2 separate regions of the Oryctolagus cuniculus genome follow, and region 1 is linked to region 2. A link is a contact called in public Hi-C data. All regions are on one chromosome and are shown on one strand. Each heading gives the region's core, a stretch centred on a gene start, on an enhancer-like site or on the middle of the called end of the contact. The rest is flanking DNA. Distances are from core to core; before and after follow the strand shown. Region 1 has its middle 45 kb from the start of IL6ST. Region 2 holds the start of IL6ST (interleukin 6 cytokine family signal transducer).

Evidence for each region. Hi-C and Micro-C count contacts between places; a contact is called where the count stands out from the background.
Region 1: a contact with region 2 is called in a Hi-C map of an unstated tissue, with 2.5 times the contacts expected there. The contact joins the enhancer-like site here to the promoter of IL6ST in region 2. A contact is called at or near these places in 2 of 6 Hi-C or Micro-C datasets (ear pinna and an unstated tissue).

The regions. Positions count from the first base shown.
Region 1 is chr14:76,786,593-76,792,880 of mOryCun1.1, forward strand. No RefSeq gene overlaps it. Among named protein-coding and RNA genes, the nearest start is that of IL6ST, 45 kb to the left of the region's middle. Within about 2 kb of position 2,654, at least 3 of the 8 cell types and tissues checked have an H3K27ac peak or open chromatin away from gene starts, as enhancers often do.
Region 2 is chr14:76,741,958-76,749,088 of mOryCun1.1, forward strand. IL6ST (interleukin 6 cytokine family signal transducer) reads right to left here and starts at 2,982. Exons shown (of 17, transcript XM_008262226.4): 1 at 2,742-2,982.

The DNA of each region.
Region 1 (6,288 bases), core at 1,404-3,903, 44 kb after region 2:
CAGAGTGGACAGTGAGAGAGAGAGAGAGAGAGAGAGAAAGGTCTTCCTTTGCCGTTGGTTCACCCTTCAATGGCCGCTGCGGCCAGCGCACCACGCTGATCGAAGGCAGGAGCCAGGTGCTTCTCCTGGTCTCCCATGGGGTGCAGGGCCCAAGCACCTGGGCCATCCTCCACTGCACTCCCTGGCCACAGCAGAGAGCTGGCCTGGAAGAGGGGCAACCGGGACAGAATCTGGCGCCCCGACCGGGACTAGAACCCGGTGTGCCGGCGCCTCAGGCGGAGGATTAGCCTACTGAGCTGCGGCGCCGGCCTGTCCCAAGAGGTTTGAACTCTCCATCGTTGGTATGTGAATCACAACTTCTCCACTCTTAGCGCTCTGAACCAAATGTAATCCATATGTCATTTGCAGGTTTGCTGCCCCCTTGAGATCCAGGTAAGGTTTCCTGAGACCTCTCTCCTGCCCTCCTCTGTAGAAGTCAAAGCCCCTTCCGATACTTCTGCAAATGTCTTAAGAGTCCATGGTCTCCTCTGGCCCTGAACTCCCACTGTTGCAAAGGGGTTTAGATGACAAAACATGCTGCTTTTCTCTAAGTGTGGTTTCTGTCCCATGCCGTGCTAACTCAGATGTGAATCTCAGCCTCCTTTGAGTTGTCACAGAACATTATGGGCTATTTGCATGCTTTGTAGACTTTTTTGAAGATTGGATAGGGGATGGAATGAAGAAGTTTCTATTAGGATAAGTTGACTGCTGTATCAAACCCTATTGTGACAACTCAGCAGTAACAACAAGGATTGGTTCTTACTCATGACACAGTTCCATGGGAGTTGGAAAGGGCCTGAGCTATATAGATTTTCACAGACTGAAATTCCTCTCATCCAGTGGCTCCAGCATCTCCTAGGGTCATGGACTCCTCCACTTGATCCTCTGTAACCAGCCTGCGGGAGAAGGAAGCGTGCAGAGGATAATATGGGGGATACATTGGCTAAGCCTACTGGAGGAACACATCATTGTTGTGCGTATTTCATTGCCTAGAACTGGTCACATGACCATACCTGGATGCAAGGTAGGCTGGGAAACATAATCTAATTTTGAGCCCAGAAAGAGAACAGTCTTTGTGATCTGTCTCTGCCATAGGATTTGTTCTGTAGCAACCCAATTCTGTAGCAACAAGTTCAAAGCTAACATCACAAGGGTCTTTCCTAGTTTTTGGGCATTCCTTGGCCTTCTCACTTAGTAGGAATTTGAATATCCAGGCTCATGCCAACTCCTCTCCCTTTCTCCACTTTATTCCTTCCTTTGTCTTCTCTCTTCTCATATGTCAACATTCTTGATAATCTTCTCTAACAGAGGGTTTAGCTCTCTTGCATTGCCTTGTGTCGCACAGGATCCTGAGCTCCTGCTATCCATCTAAATGTCTCATCAGTGAACAAAGCCAATTCTTCACCCATAAATTCTTTCTTCCCAGGACATCAAATTTGAAGCCCTCTGGGGCCTATGTGTGACATACGATGTATGTCTGTGCTTCGCAGGCTGACATAAATATATTCTTGGAACTGTAAAGATTTATGCCTGGAAATGCACGAAGCCTTTATGCAAACACGCATCTGGTCTTCTCAGAATGGTATCCCCAGGGGCCACGTCTATGCTCTTCCCCTCTTTGGGGGATTGTTTCTCTGTGTCTTATGGCTCTAACATGAATCTTCTGAAGTCTGCAGCCTGAAGATTGTAAATATGCTTGAGGGTGTGTGCATATGCATGTGTGTTTTGCATGTTTTATCTCTTTCGATGGTGAAACTACTGTAAGGGTCCCTAAATCGCCCACTTGCAGAGAGAAGCAGAAGGAAGAGGCAGAGACAAAAAGCGTCCTAGGGGTCTCAAGCTTCAATCACCCTTGCCCCTGAACTTTATGATTCTATGAACCAGTAGGTGCCCTGTTCCCCCTAAGCTAGTTCAAAAAATATAGTCTGCCATTGACAGCCAAAAGAATTCAGATTTTTACACCAAACATGGCAATGCTCCTGAAAAGTCATTTGTTCGCTATCAAATTTGTTCAAATCCCTCAGCATTATTTTTGTTTCAGATCAATAGAATGGCTGTGCCTAGGGCCCTGGGGTGTGCCTGTTCCTCCCCACTTCAAGGTGCTTTTGCGGGAAAGAGCACTGCTGTCACCATTCTAAGCTTGACACAAGGTCAGATTACTTTTTTCCTTCTTGTGCACTCCTCTGGGGCGGGGGGGAGCCTGTGGAATGATGAGCTTCCCGCGCACTTTCTAGCTTTGACATATTTCTGGGGTGAAGGGCAGTGGCGACAGAAGCAGTGGCGTGCAGTGGAGCAGCCACATCTGAGAAGGCTGCTGAGCCATCCGGCACGGCGAGAATGCACCCAGTCTGCTTCCTGGAGTTCTGGATATAAGTTCTAAATAATGTATCACACAAAAACTGCAAGAGCAGATTAGAGGGAAACCCCGTGCTATCTCATACTGTTGGGAGAAAACTGCAAGCCCTCAGCTACCTCCTCCACTACAAAAAAAAAAAAAAAAAAAAAAAAAAAAAAAAAAAAAAAAAAAAAAAGTGCCAGCTCTGAGTGGAAAGGAAACACTTGTAGCTCCATTTCCTCTCAGGCACCAGCAGCTCTAAAAAAAGATTGCAATGTGAACAGAAGGTCTCAGACAGAGTCCTAGCGTTGCTTTGCTAAGTGATGAGAAGGCAGAGCAACGGTGTTGCCGGGTAGCTTCAGACCAAAGACGATCGCAAATCTGAAAACAGGATACACACCAGCCAGACACAAACAGCACCTGGGAGCTGCCTCTGCTGCCTGGGGAGGCCATGGTGGTTTGTCTGCTTTGTCCTTCGCTTCAAATCATGTTAGCTTCCAATCCAAACGTTGCCGGCTTCGTGTTTCGTTTCTTCTTACATCTGGGGGGTTCCTATTTGAATTTTAGCCACAGTGTTTGGAGTGGATGATCAGTCCTAGCATGGTTATGGCTTTGTTTTGTTTTGCTTAAATGAGATCGAGGACATGGTTAGATCCATCATTGATGACAAGGGTTCTACACACAAGCATCTGCACATGACTTCCATGGTTTCCATAGTTGTCAATTTTTACAAATAAACGGCTATGTGATTCTTAAGGAGCTTACTCTCAAATATTCTGACTCACTTTGGATCCTGGCTAAGTAAATGCTTTGCTTTCTCTTCTGTAAAATGCATATTGAAATTTAGGAAAAGAATCCAAATGACCGATACTGGAGTTGGATAGAACCATTAAATTTATCACATTAAAAACTGCGGTGTTTTGGTATTTGATGTGGGGTTGATCTTAAAAATCAGTCCTTAAGAATGGGCCATCAGAGAAGGAGGTATCTTTCTCTGAAGGGAGGCCACTTTGATTATGGCCTTGTCTAAATAAGGCCAGAGTTTGTGAACTCAAGAGGCTTCCATAGCCTTGGCAGCTCATGACAAGAGCCTCGGGTGATTACTGACATCATAAATAAGAGTGTCAGTTGTTAAATCAACAACAGGAGTCACTGTACACTTGCTCCCCATGTAGGATCTCTGTCCTTAATGTGTTGTACCAAACGAATTAACGGTAAAACCAGTACTCAGACAGTACTTTATACTTTGTGTATCTGTGTGGGTTCAAACTGTTGAAATCTTTACTTAGTATATACCAAGTTGATCTTCTGTATATAAAGCTAACTGAAAATGAATCTTGATGAAGAATGGGATGGGAGAGGGAGTGCGAGATGGGATGGTTGCGGGTGGGAGGGAGGTTATGGGGGGGAAAAGCCGCTATAATCCAAAAGTTGTGCTTTCGAAGTTTATATTTACTAAATAAAAGTTTTTTTTTTTTTTAAAAATCTCTAAAAAAACCAGTCCTTAATATGATGTTTTGTTAGACATGGTTTACCCCAATAATCCCCACTGATGGAAATACTTTCTACGTCACGCTGATTAATGTTAATCTGGTGAAGAGATAAGGTGCAACTCATGTTTAAGTCAGTTCTTCAGTCACCACACTTGATGTGATGATTTCAGTTTGGCAAACAGTAAAAGAAAACTGTGTAGCCCAGGCCCTGTGATCTGTCACACACTAAAGTCTATACCGCACTTCATCCTAACAAATTATTTTTGTGCTTCTAGTGGTGGGAACTATCCAAATGCTGTGATGATAATCAGGGAAGTAGTAATGGTAAATTGATGGGGCCCAAGTGTCTACAATATAAGCTCTCTGGGTTCTAGAATAACTAGGTTGTCCAATATTAGCCAAGTACAGGCTCTCTAAAGACTGCCCCTTCATAAACCCATGTAGAGGTTTATTATTTTTTTTTTTTCATGGAGAGGTTTAAAATGTTTTAGGGGCCGGCACCATGGCTCACTTGGTTAATCCTCCACCTGTCGTGCTGGCATCCCATATGGGTGAGAAGTTCTAATCCCGGTTGCTCCTCTTCCAGTCCAGCTCTCTGCTGTGGCCCGGGAAGGCACTGGAGGATGGCTCATGTACTTGGACCCTTGCACCTACATGGGAGACCAGGAGGGAACACCTGGCTCTTGGATTCGGATCAGCACAGTGCCGGCCATGGCGGCCACTTGGGGAGTGAACCAACAGAAGGAAGACCTTTCTCTCTGTCTCTCTCTCTCTCACTGTCTATAACTCTGTCAAATAAAAAAAAGTTTTAAATTTTATTTTAAAATTTAAATTTAGCGAAATCCATGTTTTTTGGTGTCAAGTTCCACGAGTTTTGACAAATGCATGTTACCAGCACCAAAATCAACATGTAGAATATTTCTTCCTCCAAAAATGCCCTTGGGCTATCCCTTTATATCCAAAGCCATCCCCTACTCTTCTATCTTGGAAAGCACTGATCTGTTCTCCATCTTTATAGTTTTGCAGTTTTCAGAATATTATATAAATGAGAAATGATGTGGTAAATGGATTCTGCCCCCTTGTATAATGCACTGGTTATTTATCCTAATTGTGCTTTGTGCCTTTTAATTGCTGAATCCTATATGGTATGGATTATTACAGTTTGCTTATTTATTACCTTATTGAGGGACATTTGGGTTAGTCCCAGATTGGGGGATAACAAAGTTGCTGTAAGCATCATGTGTAGCTTACTGAGTGGACATTTTCACCTGTCTTGGGTAAAAATCTAGGAGTGTGATACCAGGGAAGTTTAAAAAAAAAAAAGTTCCTATGTGCACAGGCTTATACTCTCTCTTTTTTTTTTTTTTTCTTGGGAATAGATTGGTATGTGGTGCAGAATGCCTGCACACACACCAGGATTTTTGCCCCCTCCAAGCTGTGGTTAGTATTTTAATCCTATGTTTTCAAGAGCTTATTAGCTTTAATTGGAGCAGCATCTTGCTTTTAGAAGAGGCGTTACTAAAATACAGTTTTAGAAAGAGTTCCTAATTGGTTAGGACTTTTGTTTCTTTTTTTTTTAATTTTTATTTAATGAATATAAATTTCCAAAGTACGACTTATGGATTACAATGGCTTCCCCCCCATAACGTCCCTCCCACCCACAACCCTCCCCTTTCCCACTCCCTCTCCCCTTCCATTCACATCAAGATTCATTTTTGATTATCTTAATATACAGAAGATCAGCTTAGTATACATTAAGTAAGGATTTCAACAGTTTGCTCCCACACAGAAACATAAAGTGAAAAATAATAGATGATTTTTTTAAATGATGATGAAATCAGATCAGACCTATTGTCATGTTTAATCCCAGTGAGAGTCAAGTTGGGAATTGATAATTTTTTTTTTTTTTACAGAAGATCAGTTTAGTATACATTAAGTAAAGATTTCAACAGTTTGTACCCCCATAGAAACACAAAGTGAAATATACTGTTTGAGTACTGGTTATAGCATTAAGCCTCAATGCACAGCACATTAAGGACAGAGATCCTACATGAGGAGTAAGTGCACAGTGACTCCTGTTGTTGACTTTACAAATTGACACTCCTGTTTATGGCATCAGTAATCACCCTAGGCTCTTGTCATGAGCTGCCAAGGCTATGGAAGCCCCTTGAGTTCTCCGACTCTTATCTTGTTTAGACAAGGTCATAGTCAAAGTGGAGGTTCTCTCCTCCCTTCAGAGAAAGGTACCTCCTTCTTTGAAGACCTGTTCTTTCCACTGGGATCTCACTCACAAAGATCTTTTTGCCAGAGTGTCTTGGCTTTCCATGCCTGAAATACTCTCATGGGCTTTTCAGCCAGATCCGAATCAGGCTTATACTCTCTTGGGCATGGAGCCTTGACCCATCTAATTTGCTTTTGAAA
Region 2 (7,131 bases), core at 1,732-4,231:
ATCGGAAGTGGAGCAGCCAGGACTCGAATCGGCTCCCATATGGGATACCAGCACTGCAGGCATCAGCTTTACCCACTACAGCGCCGGCCCCCATCTTGGCCATTTAGATAGTGAACCACTAGATGGGCACTCTCTTAAATAATAATTTTAAAAACGCATTAGGGGCTGACGCTGTGGCACAGTGGGTTAACGCCCTGACCTGAAGTGCTGGCATCCCATATGGGTGCTAGTTCGAGTCCCGGCTGCTCCACCTCTGATCCAGCTCTCTGCTATGGCCTGGGAAAGCAGTGGAAGATGGCCCAAGTCCTTGGGCCCCTGCATCTGTGTGAGAAACCTGGAAGAAGCTCCTGGCTTCGGATTGGCGCAGCTCCGGCCGTTGCGGCCATCTGGGGAGTGAACCAGCAGATGGAAGACCTCTCTCTCTGTCTCTACCTCTCTCTGTAACTCTTTCAAATAAATAAGTGTTTAAAAAAAGCATTAAAAAGAAAGACAGCAAGAGCCACATTAAAAGGCTATACGAATTAAATGTATTAATATGGGCAAAGTATTCAAAATAGTGACTGACACAAAGTAAGTTTTAAATATGTCCTGGCTATATAATTAACATGTATTGGTTACTACTGACCCTTTCCACCGGCTGGTTCTCTACCATGTTCTGTATCTTCTGCTATATTATACCCCTATATATTCTACATTATGAATGGACTCTTCATTTTCCCTTTATCCAAATCTCACTCAGATTTCAAAGCTGACCTCTAGTACCTCCTTTGATCATTTCAATCCATCAACAATCTCTCTAAATACCTTTAGCATTGTCAGTATCACTCAGCATCTAATTAAAACTGCTTTAAAGCTGTGATTTTTCATTTTTAAGTCAATCCAATTTTGTGCAAATTATGTTTAGATTTGATGACATCTCATGCATCTTTGTGAGTTCTTAAAGTAGTAAGTGCTCAGCTGGATCCTATAGACTAAGAAAGCCCAACAGAAACATCAACTTTGAGCATACTGTCTTGGCAATCACACGAACGGTGAAGCCTATGAGAACATTCCATGCTTCTCCAGGAGCCAAGCTGCAACTGTACTAAGGCCAGGCAATTCTGACTCCCATTAAAATGAGCAGCTCTGAAACAGCTTGGGGGATGGGAACCCTTCCTGCCATAGTAGAGGGATTATGGATATAGCTCTTAAATTTCCAAACCAAATGTTGCACTGGAATCTCTATGAGAAATGTGTCAGTATGACAAAATGATTAAGCACATAGGATACAGAGTCACATAGGCATTTATTTTACTGTTATCAATCAATTTTACTTAACCTGTTGTCAACCCTACTTCACAGGAATGTAATAATCAACATTCACTCTAATATTTAACTGCTATGCAAATCCTATTGGGGGAAAAAACCTAAAAACAACAATTCGTGAGAACAACACTATTAATTGTGTAAGAATATACTCTAATAAATTGGCTGGCAGCAGTACAGTGCTCCAAATTACCAATGAGAAAACTAAACTACTGTTGTCAATAATACAGACTTGAAAGAAAATTTTCACTACAATTTTTGACACTCCCTTCTAATCTTTCCCTTTCACCTGTAATTAAAACCAAATGTTCAAAATTATTGCTAAAGAGAAACAGCTGGAACTCCCAATTTACCTTCCTATCAAGTTGGTTCTTGTAATATTCTCATCTGTACTTCCCAATAGGTATTAACCTCAATTTAAGAAATGAAGATAATGGTGACTAACTTGCAGGATTATCCGAGTCAATAATTTCAAATCCAGAGTTGCTCCAACTTGAAGCTGGCAGTCACACACAGTCTAAAGGGTTTGTTTACAGCACTGACTAAACCAAATACCGCAATCTTTTAGATTTGTCCTGGAACTCTACCAATAAATTATCTTAAAGCGGTATAACTGCGTTATAAATTATTGTAAAGCGGTATAACTGCCCAAAACTACACAAATTAAATCACAATCGGCTTCCTTCTTTAGGCAAAAAATAAATAAATAAATAAATAAAAACGGCAAGTCTCATTTCTGATCTGTGAATTTTGGGGGTGGGTTGAGGTTATGAATAAGATGCAGTTCACCCACTGAAGAGCAGAACCTTGGTCTTGGAGTAACCTTTAAGCCTAGGGGAGCAGGAGACACATGAAAAGATCATGGATTTGTTCTCCTTAGGCTACAGCGCTATGTCGGGAAGGGTGGATAAAAGACCTCAAAGGCAGACAAGCAACGTTCGTTAACGTGATTACTAGCGCTGCGAACTTCAAACGGTGTTGAAGCATTACAGTTTGAGGATGAAAAGACGGCCACGAGGAAGGGGAATCAACCTCCGGCCTGAGATTCGGAGTCAAGTGCGGGGCTCGTGGAATTTAAAGGGCGGCGGAGAGGGGGCTGGAAGAAACGAGGTCGGGGCGCCAAGCAGGGGTCCAGTCTTGAAGGGAGCTTAACAGGGTGTGCGTAGGGCAGGCGGAAGGTCTGTACTTGGGATTCGGGAATCGAGGTGACAAAGTTGCAGAAGTCCAATCAGGGGGTGGAAGCAGAGAGGGGAAGGAATGTGGGGATTTCCAGGCTGGGACTGACAACCTCGGGGTGCGCGCGCGGCCGGGCGCTCCTCTCCCGGGGAAGGAAGAGGCCCGCTCCAGCGCAGCTCGCCGGTCCGCGCCGCCCGAGCCCGCCCGCGCCCGCGCCCGCCCGCTACTCGGCCCTGCACCCGGTCCCGGCCCGTCCTCACCTCAGGCCGCGGCGCCTCGCTCTTCTGCGACTCCACGGCTGACTCTCCGTCGGCGCCAGGCCGGACCAGACCCAAGACGTCAGGTGGGCGAGCCTGGCAGCCCCCCTACTCAGCCGGCCGCAAGACGACTTCCCGGGCCTCTGGGCTGTCGGCCCCGGTGCCGGACAGCTCGCGGCTCCCTTCCCCAGGACGCGACGCGCCGATCTTCTACCGCGACGGGGCGCTGCGTCCCCCTAACCCCGCCCCGCGGCGCCCCCTCCATGCCCCGCCCCCAGAGTCGGGGCCCGGGTTCTGATTGGTCCTTACGAGTCCGGGTACCCCCAGGCATTGGCCCAGCGGCTGCTCCACGACGAGGGGGCGGGACTCCGGGCGGCTGCGATTCCCGTAACGCTGCTCCCGGCGTCCCGGATTCTGGCGGCTGCGCTCGCGTCGCCTCTCCCAGACGAGATCGAAGGGTTCCCCCGCCTCCCCTTTGCGGGCGGAAGGAGCGGAATGTTCCATTTTTCCGTGGAATAACGGGTCATGAACCGAAGCCCGGGTGCTGCCCGCCCGCACCTCCCGCCCTCGCTTCTCACCAGGGCGCCCTCGGCTTCCCTTCGCGGCTCCGTCCCGGGCCTTCCCTGAGGAACCCGGGGCCGCGAGGGACAGCGTGTCTCCCTGAGGGACCGGGAAGCGCGAGAGTCCCGTGGGGAAAGTGAAGGACTCGGTGGCCGAGATTGTGGCGACAGTGGCGGCGGCGGCGGCTTCGGCCCAGGTTTTATGTAAATAAGTGTTGCCACGGTGTAATTTTTTTTTTTAAGTTAGTGACTTTGGGTATGAGTGATAAGAGAATCCAGAGAGGGTGACCTACCAAGAAACTGATGTTTCTTTGCGTGTTGCACTCCCCAGTTAAGAAAAAAAAAAAGTAAAAATCAATTTCTTCATGATTCAACCTCCTACCCCCACCTGGAATATAGACCTAAAGGCTCACGTTGGTTAATGTGCATTTGCCAAAGCAAATGAGAAACTTCAAAGATGCTGTGTGTGTGTGTGTGTGTGTGTGTGAAGAAAGACAATCAGGACCGGGGTCTTTTGTGGAAGAATGGCTGTCTCGAGGAGGGCTGCAATGGCTTCATGATAAATTATACCTACAAATTAATAGATAATTAAAAGGTTCTTCATTATGTTGAGGATTCAGATGGAATAAACAGATCACTTATGATCTCATAGTTGCTGATCAGGGAGCTTTTACTAGAAAGACTCAGGGAAACAGGAGTTTTTAGTAGAAAGGGCCTTCCAAAGCAGTCAAAACTTGGCAATTGTTGCTACTCCTGATATCCTATTCTGTTTTGCTGCTCGCTGTCATCTTACATCTAACCTACACAATGTGATCAGATTGATCCCATGTACTTCCTTGTCTGTGGTGTTTCTGAAACTCTTTGTCAGTCTCGGTGCGTCCTCATGTTGTTCATCAGTAATGATTTCAGCACCCTGACTGCATAACTTCCCCTCCTTTTCTTCCCCAGTCGTCTTCAACTTCACTCAGTCCAAGTAGCCCAGAGGTGGAGCCGCACCTTTCACTTAGTCATCGAGTGAAGCTACTCCACCTCCCAAGTTTTGCATTGTGAGTGTCCCTCTCTGTCCCCTTGGCTGCTCACCCTTCTCCCTCCATTGTGTCCTCAATCCCATTAGCTCTGCAGTTTGTCCTGGGTGTGACCTCCAGTCTTTGTTCTCCTAATGTACCAGTTATTTCCTACCTCTTCTTATCTTCCTCAGCAATGGGAGCCTTTGTATCGGCAAGCATCTTCAGTTCCTTTGACCTTCAGCCACGTTTATGTTGTCAATCTATTTCCTGTTTCCCTTTTCCTTGAACTACCAGCCCCATCTCCACATTGGTTCTTAGTACAGAACCTTGTTTCATTACTTCCGAGAAAAATACAAACTATCCTTAACTTTTCTCCAACTTAGGATTCAGCTGCTATATAGATTTAGCCCTCTCCTCTTTTCCCTCTTGCTCAGAGGAAGAAAAGTCTGTTCTTTTGAAAAGCTAACTCTTCCTCCAGTGGTGTTTTTTTTTTTTTTTTTTTTGACAGGCAGAATTAGACAGAGAGAGAGAGAGAAAGGTCTTCCTTCAGTTGGTTCACCCCGGAAATGGCCGCTACCCAATCTGAAGCCAGGTGCTTCCTCCTGGTCTCCCATGTGGGTGCAGGGCCCAAGCACTTGGGCCATCCCCCATTGCCTTCCGGGGCCACAGCAGAGAGCTAGACTGGAAGAGGAGCAGCCGGGACAGAACCGGCGCCCCAACCGGGACTAGAACCAGGGGCGCCAGCACCACAGGCAGAGGATTAGCCTAGTGAGCCGTGGCACTGGCCTCCTATGTTCTTAATCCTACTCCTACTAAGTTCAGTCTCCTGTCTGATGGTTTTCATTATTACCATTAAACATCTTAGAGATTTAACAATTAAATGTTAACTCAGTGCTGAATTGGGGGCAGCTGCTATATAGGTTAAAACCTTTGTAATTCAACAGCATCTAAATCACAACCAAATTTAAAGTCAGGAATTAAATATAAGTATCAAAATGAAGTAGGTTAAGCTATATTATAATCCAGGTAATAAAATAAATTTGGGATGAAATATGAATGTAAATCATGTAGTTACTTAATTTCCAAGCTAGAAAAAAGGCAAAATTCACTGTGTAGCAACAAGACTAAGAAACATAACTGCCATTTCAAAAGTTTTACCAAAAAAGCATATAAAAAACCATACATATACTATAAGAGTACAACTTGCAAAAATTTCACAAATTGAACACACTCACATAACTAGAATCTTGATCAAAAACAAAACTCAAGCAGAACTACGAAAGGTCCCTCCTGTACCCCTTCAGTTACTGGATTACCTCTGCTCAGACTTTGAATACCGTAGTTTGATGCCTATCATTTTAAAATCAAGGAGTTAGGAATTTTTTAATAGTAGTAGCATGTGCTTATTTTATTTCATTTAATGAGTAACTAGAGCAGAGCAAGAGAGTTTGGAATGAAACAAGTACTGTTCTGTACAAAGGCTAAACATAGATGCAGACTGAAAAGGAATGGGTCTAGCTTCTTACTCCTGGAGACCTCCAGGGAACCCCTCCAAACAGCCAGAAGCTGGCCCATGATCTCGTGTTACCCTGTTTCATAAAGCTTGGCTTTAGCAAAGAAGAGGCCAGTGTAAAAGTGCCAGCAGCTGCCAGGTACACCCTATTCCTAGAATCTCAGGCAGGAAAAGGAGGTCAGGTGTCAGGAGTGTAGCCTTAGAATGGCCTGCGCTTGCTTCAGAATACCATTCCAGCAAATTCGAGAAGCAAGGACATTCCTTTGTTAACTCTCCTTGCATCTATCTTCCTGGGAAGATTGTTCTGAGTTACCAAAGAGGCTCCTTGGCTCCAACTCTGACACTTATGCCAATACCACATAGGTGAAAAGGTACCAGTATGAGTCTTTCAAACAGTTATTTTGGAGGCCAGCTTGTGGCACAGTGGGCTAAGCCACCCCTTGTGATGTCAGCATCCCATATGAGTGCTGGTTCAACTGCTCCACTTTCTATCCAGCTAACACTCTCTAGTCTGGCATATAGGATTTAGATAAAGATACAGCACTAACCATATTATATAATGGGTTAGGCAAATGTGCGTCTGTCTTCTTAAGGGAATATGGCAGTGCCTAATGAAAAGGCAACACTTAAATGAAAGTACTTCCTAAAAGGTTGGAATTTTCTGAATATTGACCCTGTGGGTCTTAGGATTTTAGGGAATGATCACTTTCTGTAATCAACACATAATAAGTAAAATTTAATCAGAGTCAAATGAAACTGGAAACAAAGCTAACCTAACACATGTCCAATTACAAGAATCATTATTTTGATGTACAGGTTCATGACAGACAGACTGTTAGGGTGAACTCCATGCCCTCTTGCTTCCTTGTGGTGCTCATGGGATTTCTTCTCGACTGTGAAGGGATACCCGTGGTTGGGTGACAAAGGATTAGAGTGGTTATCTTGGTAGTATCTCTCACTCCCCTGTGCAATGCTGTGGGCTCTGTGTCACAACAGATTGTGATGCCTACCTCTCCCATGCTAGATTTGGTGATGTAATCTACCATGTTTGAGTTTCCATATAAAAAGAGTCATGTATTAAAAAGCTGAGAACAGGAGTGGAGGTTGTGGGGCAGCAGACTAAGCTGCAGCCTGAGATGCACACGTCCCATGTCAGAGTGTTGCTTGGAGTCCTGGTACCTCTGTTCCCATGCTGCTGTACATCTGGGAGGCAGAGAATGACGGCTCAAGTGCTTGGGCCCTTGGCAGTCGCGGTAGGAGACCTAGTTGTAGTTCTGGGCTCCTTCCTTCAACCTGGCCCAGCCCAGGTGTTA